2 separate regions of the Mus musculus genome follow, and region 1 is linked to region 2. Evidence: chromatin contacts called from public Hi-C data. All regions are on one chromosome and are shown on one strand. Each heading gives the region's core, a stretch centred on a gene start, on an enhancer-like site or on the middle of the called end of the contact. The rest is flanking DNA. Distances are from core to core; before and after follow the strand shown.

Evidence for each region. A called contact is a pair of places that touch in the nucleus more often than the background predicts.
Region 1: a contact with region 2 is called in a Hi-C map of muscle stem cells, with 2.6 times the contacts expected there. The contact joins two enhancer-like sites. A contact is called at or near these places in 9 of 484 Hi-C or Micro-C datasets (adipose-derived mesenchymal stem cells, embryonic fibroblasts, embryonic stem cells and 4 more), 1 of 115 datasets of contacts at active chromatin or transcription factors (embryonic stem cells) and 1 of 9 other capture datasets (embryonic stem cells).

What each region holds. Positions count from the first base shown.
Region 1 is chr1:57,563,356-57,566,876 of GRCm38.p6, forward strand. No RefSeq gene overlaps it. Among named protein-coding and RNA genes, the nearest start is that of Gm22371, 140 kb to the left of the region's middle. Within about 2 kb of position 1,501, at least 8 of the 459 cell types and tissues checked have an H3K27ac peak or open chromatin away from gene starts, as enhancers often do. A contact at or near this core is called in muscle stem cells, where this site is marked.
Region 2 is chr1:57,434,838-57,438,673 of GRCm38.p6, forward strand. No RefSeq gene overlaps it. Among named protein-coding and RNA genes, the nearest start is that of Gm22371, 14 kb to the left of the region's middle. Within about 2 kb of position 2,279, at least 105 of the 459 cell types and tissues checked have an H3K27ac peak or open chromatin away from gene starts, as enhancers often do. A contact at or near this core is called in muscle stem cells, where this site is marked.

The DNA.
Region 1 (3,521 bases), core at 251-2,750, 130 kb after region 2:
TCATTCTTGCAAAAAGACACTGTACTTTTCTGCTCCAGCATTGCCACTCCTAACAGAGTCAATACCAGTTACAGGGGGTTGGGCTGGATCTGTCTGCCTTCTGAGGCCCACGTTAGGAAGACCTGACTTTCCTTCTTTTCTGTCTTTCTTGTGGATGCTGCCAGAACCCAGGTGTGCCTTTGTCCTGCCCTTCCTCTCTCTTCTCTCCAGCTTCCCACCCACAATGTGGTGCACCCCTTTGCTTCTCTTCTCCACTCTCCTCCTGGTTGCTAAGATGTGCAGCTTGCCTGCTCTGATTTTTTCCTCCTTTTAATCTCCTTAAGCTTCCACTAGAGGTCCATTCTTAAATTCTTTTACTAATGAAACTAAGAACCAACTGAGCGGTGATGGCATACAGCTTTAATCCCAGCACTTGGGAGGCAGAGGCAAGTGGATCTCTATGACTTCGAAGCCAGCCTGGTCTACAGAGTGAGTTCCAGGACAGCCAAGGCTACACAGAGAAACCCTTGTCTAAAAAAAAAAAACAAAAACAAACAAACAATAAAACTGAGAACAACAAAAAGTGGGCTGATTTCTCCTGTATTCGTATTTCCAAGTCGAGTTGAGGTAGAATTGAATGTTGATAAGGAGACTCTTCACCATACAGCACTTCATAAATGTCTTACTCAACCAGTTCCCATCTGCAGTGGGCCAGTACTTGGTCTTCTTCAAACTATGGGAGGTAAACACTGCGCATGCCCAGTGCTGCACCGATTCAGTTCTTTCCTTTTTTTTTTTTTCCTTTCCCTAATTTCATTCAAAAGGCTTTCAGCTTCTTGTTTGTTTGCCTTGTAGGTCCAACAACACCAGCACAGTCAAATAAATTCTCCAATGGACAAAGCTACTATTTGGGGCGGGGGGGGGGGGCGGGGGTAGGCCTGTGACCATGTCAGGTGACGTTGCCAACTCCCTAATCCAGGAAAATAGGCCAAAGGACTTAAGATGATGTTTCCTCCAAAAATGTAGTCCACTGTGCTGTGTTGCACTGCTGCCGCCTTAGTGAAGTGAAGCCCTGGGGCTGGCTGGAGGAGCTGATGGAGGGAAATTGGAGACTGTGTCTGGCCACATCAGAGCAGGAATGCCAGTTCTGGCTTGGATCAGTAGTGGAGGAGGTTGGAACACAGAGAGCACCCCGGGCCTGAAGGTCAATGGGTGCTCAACAGTTTTATTTTTTAAATACTTGCTAGAATTGTCCTGTCAAGGCTGCTATGTAGTATAATGCAGCCAAGGGGGTACCTGGCAGACCCAGGCCACGGTGTTCCCCCTGAGAAATTACACCATGAAACAGATCTGGTATAAGGGGGTGGCTATTTGGCAGAAGGGAAGAGAGTAAGGAGTTAGAGAAGGGGTAGAGGCAGAGGAGTAGACGTAGACAGGCAGACAGACAGGAGCAGAACCGTGAGGGAGAGAACAGGGGAACAGGGTGCAGTTCAGAGAAGGACCAAAAGGGGAGAGAGACTGGCTGGGAACCTGTGGGAACCAAGGGAGCTGGAGTAGTGGGAAATTCTTTCATATGCAGCCCCGCACCGGTGTCCCTGGCCTCTGTGGCGGCAGATGATGTAATCTTTCCTGGGTCCCTGGGAGAAGCCTGGTGGACTCTCCTGTAAGCCAACAAAGGCTTTTGTTCAAGCTCTTTTGCAAATATTCTCAAGAATGAGATCAGTATATTTCTTTCACACTGTCTGATTTTGCTGTTAAAGTTATGTTAATCTTTTAAAGATTAAAATATTTTTATTAACACCGAGAATTTCATACAATGTATTTTGAATGCATTCACCCCTCAACTCCATCTCTTACTGCGCTCCCAATCCCCTCTGTTTCCACAGAATTTTAAGATTACTCCTCCTGTTGTTTTCTTTTGTTTTGTTTTCTTTCCCCATCAAGGCCAGATTATGTTGTTCAGCTGGTTTTGGGATTGGACTTGTCCTAGTGTGAGGTCAGCAGAGAGGTCACATTATTTATTATACTTTTTAAAATACCTGATTCTCCTTCCGTCCTGCAGCTATCAAATGCTAATAGCTCCTCAGCTGGTGGTGAGCTAAACTGTCCTGGGGGAGAGGTGTTTGTTTTATCTGCCTGGGGATTTTGCCTGCATGTATGCATGTGCACCGCATGTGTGCCTAGGGCCCATGGAGGTCAAAAGAGCATATCAGATTCCCTTGAAGTGGAGTTACAAATGGTTGTATGTCATCATGTGGGTGCTGGGAACCAAACCCAGGCCCTCTTCCAGAGCACCAACTGCTCCTCTCCACCCTGTGTGTTAATATCTTAAAAGATGTAAGGGTGGATTACCTTCTGTTTCTGCTATGGCAATTCACTGCCAACTTAGTGACATAAATCCATTATCTCGAAGTTCTGGAAGCCAGAAGTCCAAAGTAAGTCCCCCTGGCAGTGATTAAAATGTCACCAGGGCCATGAGAAATATCCCCAGGTGTGTGTGTGCTTAGGTGTTTCCATCCTTTAGAGGCCATCTTCATGCCTTGCCCATGACCCCCTTCCTGCCGCAGTCACAGCCCTCTCCTACCTTCCTTTGCCATTACTGAGGACACACATCTTTACCTGGGACCCTTTGTATACGGGATCACCTGCTTGCTCACCGGCACTATTTGCAGAAGCAAGGATTCACAGGCTCCAGAGGTTAGGGCTTGGGTCTCCTCAAGGAGCCAGTGCTCTGACATCCCTGCAGGAGAGTGCGTTCTCTAATCCTCTTCTCTGGGGAGATTTTTACCTGTGATTGGAATCAACATTTTATTCAATAGCTGATGGGAATTGTCTATGAAATTGTCTGGGGCGTTTATGCAGGTTGATTTTTATTTTAAACATGGCCAGACTTTGAGTCTGTATGTCTGCTTCAGTAAACACGCAATATTATTAGAGTACACAATTATTACCTTGACGATGAAGAATGTAATTAGAGTCTGTTGTATTTTGCCCATATTTATATCCCTCTATCCATCAAAGCATTCCCTTTTAAATATTTGTAAATACTCCCATTTAATGTAAATAACCAACTATAAATACAACTAGGTGCTTTTTTTGATTCACAATTCCCTGTATTATTTTATTTCATTTAGTAAAATGCCTCCTGTATGGTTCTAATCTTAGGCCAGTTACTGTAACATCAAAGTGGACTCAGCAACGTCTGGCTTCCATCCCTGCCCTCCGTCTCAGGTATGATGTTATTTTAATCTCTTTCAGGTTGATTACCCCAGTGCGCTGCTTTTCCTATGAGGAACTGTGGGTAAGCATGCAAGTGTAGACATGAGAACTATGAGTAAGCATGCATGTGTAGACATGAGGAACTGTGGGTAAGCATGTGTGTGTAGACATGAGGAACTGTGGGTAAGCATGCATGTGTAGACATGAGAACTATGAGTAAGCATGCATGTGTAGACATGAGAACTATGAGTAAGCATGCATGTGTAGACATGAGGAACTGTGGGTAAGCATGCATGTGTAGACATGAGAACTATGAGTAAGCA
Region 2 (3,836 bases), core at 1,029-3,528:
TCTTCTAAGCAACTGCAGTCTACATACACATCCCAATCTTTGTCCCTTGCCTGAGGCAGTCACTGTGTTCTGCAGTCATTACTTCTTGATACTTCAGTATTCCACTTTTCCTTTTATTTAAAAAAATACTTCATTATCTAGTTAATGTTTTTTTATACTAAATTTCCGTGGATGAAATAATTGGATTGCTGTGTTGTTGTTGTTGTTTTTAACTTGGCTGGTATACACACAAATGCCTATTTTTACATAATATAAAAATATTATAAAATATAATAATAGAAGGAGGGGCAAGTTGGAAGTCATGTGTAGTAGCTGCTCCTTTTCACATGTCATATGGTGCTCGTAAGCATTATCCCTTTCTTTACTGTGCCTGTCACTCAATTCCCTCATGCTCTCCAGAAACTCCATGCTTATTACCAGGTACCTGCCCCTGCAGAAACTTAACAACAACAACAACAACAACAACAATTTACAAACATGTATGTGGGGGCTGGAGAAATGACTTGAGGTTAAGAGCACTTCCTGCTCTTGCAGAGGACTGGGCTTGGGAACCCAGTACCCACATGGCAGTTCACAACCATCCCTAACTCCAGTTCCAGAGAATCCTATGACCTACTCATACTCATGAACAAAAACATGTGTGTGTAATGTATGTTACCACACATTAGCCCTTTACTGTCTTTTGTCTTTTAAAGAAAACTTCAGTATTTTCAAGTCTTAGAATAGGCCCTAGTTCTTTAGTCTTAATTTCTTCCTGTTTCACCCCTCAAGACACTATGCCTCACACCTCCTCTCTCTAATTTTCTTAGCTTTTAGTATAACGTTTGTTATATTAATTTTAGACACAAAATAAAAGATAACTAATGACATTACAACATAGCCCATTGCCTGACTTACACTGAATGCCAACCCCTAATAAAATGAGATATATGGAGTCCATTAGAAGATACCTGCAAGCACTTCACTAACTAACACCCCAACTTATTCCAAGTCTCTTACCAAAATATGCGGTACAAGGAATCAAGGAAAGCATACAAGACATTGCCTCTGCCCTGAAATTGCTTACCCTCTAGTTGGAGACCTTTTTTTGACAGTTAAAAAATAAATGCCAATGAATGTGAGAGGCAGTATGTGCTGGAAGATCTCACACCACATGAGGGACCAGGAAAGACTTTGCAGAGAAGAGAGATGGGATTTGGACCAAACCTTGGAGGGAGGTTTGGATTTGAAATAGAAGACAAAGAGAGAGTTAAGAAGCCTAATGTATGTGATCCAGATGCTCTGTCAGTGAAATAAGCCACTTCCTGCATCCTAGAACATGGTTAAACAACTTCTCTGAAATGGAGCCAAGAATGCAGCTACCTATTCATAAACGGTGTCTCTCGGTTTCTCCTCTGCACAGAGTTGGCCATTACTCACCGTCCCACTTTCTCAGACAGCATTACTCAAGACCCCCTTTCCCACCTCAGAAGCTCCAAACCCTCCCTCAACACACAGGAAGTCTTACTGTTTTGCTTGTTGTTTACAGAATATGTGGGCCCGGATCTTACATTCAAAGCCAAGCTGCCTTCCTGCCTTATCATCTGTAATCCCCTTAGAATTTTTCTTAAGGTCTCAATGATATCCTCTCATAAACTCCCTTCTTTGCTGACCAAGTGAAGCACAGTTGCTGATTTTGCAAGATACATGCTAAGGCAAAGTTAAGTCTTCGCCAGTCTCTGTATCACGTGACTGCTCCTGGCCCCGCCCTCTCCGTGTTTATATCTTTTATCAGAGCTGTGCAACGTATTTCAAGTGAGCCTCAGTGTTCTTCCCGTCCCACCCCGAATATTGACGGTAACTTGATAGCCTATCTCAAAACTGGTTTGTGGGATTCTTTTTCTCATTGTAGTTAAAATAGCTTGCCTTCTAAATGCCAGAAAATATTTTTGCCAATTAAGGGTTTTTATGAAGAACAGTGTCAAACGCTTTCCAGAAAGGGGTTTAAATTGTTTGGCTCGGCTGCTCCATCCGTTAACATTTTCCTTTGCAGTTTAACCTCACAGGTTTGCGGGATGGTTTCCCCGCACTGGGAAAAAAAAAAAAGTGATTTCTTTGTAATTAAACATAACTTCCTTAGAGATTCTTACGTTCAAGCTGTGGCTTAGAGCTTCAAAACGCTTTTCCCCTGCTGCTGAAATCATGAAGTCTGTGGTCTCCCAGCTCTCTTGTAAAAGCCTCTCTCTTTACAGAGTAGGAGACTTCACAGCGCCGGTCCTATTCAGCTGCTGCCGCTGATAATTTCAAAGACATATTCACAGAGTCCTGCTCTGCATCAGGCAGCTGTTATGTGGTTACGGAGTGTTTGTAGCACTGAATCTCCTTTCAAGTTTCCACTTCCATGTGGGATTGTCTGCTTGAGAAAGGCTTTGTGCTTTCCAGCGTGTTTCCTGTTTTCCTTGGGAGAGCTCCGTACTGTAATCATTTTTCCATTCCAAGTTGCCTAGGCTGATTTGCTTAACTGTTCCGATGCCTTCCCAGTGTCCAAATTTGCACCCCTGCAGTACAGTTTCATTACTTGCTTCATATGGGAAGGGAACATCTCACTTCTGCCTCATTCCTATTTTTTTTTTTCTCTCTGCTCCGTTTATCTGAGCACTTGTCACATCCTTCCAAGACCTGAGATTCGACACCTCAGTTTGGGTTTTCTAGTGCTTGGATGGATGTCAAGATGATTTATAAAGCCCTGGTGCCCAGTGCCATGGGCCAGTGTTACCATCAGGTGAGCAGCAGTTTCTCCTCAGCTTACCCAGCCTGGTTTATTGATTAGGACCATGGCAAGATGCAGCTCTTGCCCTACGCGCCCAGCAAGTCTGGTTTACAAGCCAGTCCACTTGTCCACGGGGGGCATCATTTCAGCCATCATTGCATGGCCTGCCTTTGGCACATTTTTGATTCTCATTCATAGACCGTAGTTACCTATAATTAAATTCTGCCAATGGTGCATGAATTATTTTATCTGGTCATATTTAATTTTCCTCGTTCTTCTCTGGGCATTCTTCTGTGAGCTCCAGGCTTCATCCTGTAGCTCTTTTGTCTATTTCTGAAGCCAAAGTTAGATTGATTACACATTGGGCCTTTAGGTACTTTGCACTGCTCCCCATAGCAAATAAATGCACCCTGTAAAACGATAACGTTTTTACATGTGATTCTTAAGAGCCCCAAAAGCCACCAGAAGATGCTAAGTGTTCCTTTACACTGATGGCTCTTTATCAGACATCCTTGGACCTCCGGGAGCTCTTGCACAATTTCTGGAGACAGTTTTGATGGTGTTTCTGTTACAACATTTATTTATTTTTGTGAGTATGTGCTCAAGTGCATTTGTGTTTACCACGTATATGAAGGAGGTCTCCAGATGTCCGAAGCAAGTGTCAGATTCCCTGGATCTGGAACTACAGGTGTTGAGCCCCAATGTGGGTGCTGAGAAGCAATCTCAGGTTCTCTGCAAGAGCAGCAAATACTCTTAACCACTGAGCCATCCTCCACTGCCAACATTTAATTCTTCACAAGTGGACGTTTGGGGTTGCTGGCATCTGGCGGGTAGAAGCCAGAGCTGCAAATACATTTTCTACACCAGACATGGCAGATCTCTCAACAAAAAAAGTTATATATCTTCAAAATCTGATAGTGTTTGAGAGTATGAAGGATTCTAAGCCTGAAGCTCAGTTTCTAGAAGGGTCTGCTGTAGCCGTTCCCCATCTAGTGAAGGGCAGATGCGACTATCCAAAGGCAGAGGAAAAGAAAAGAGCTATGTTGTCTTTTAAAGACACAAAAACAGGTTCCATTCAAAGTGACTT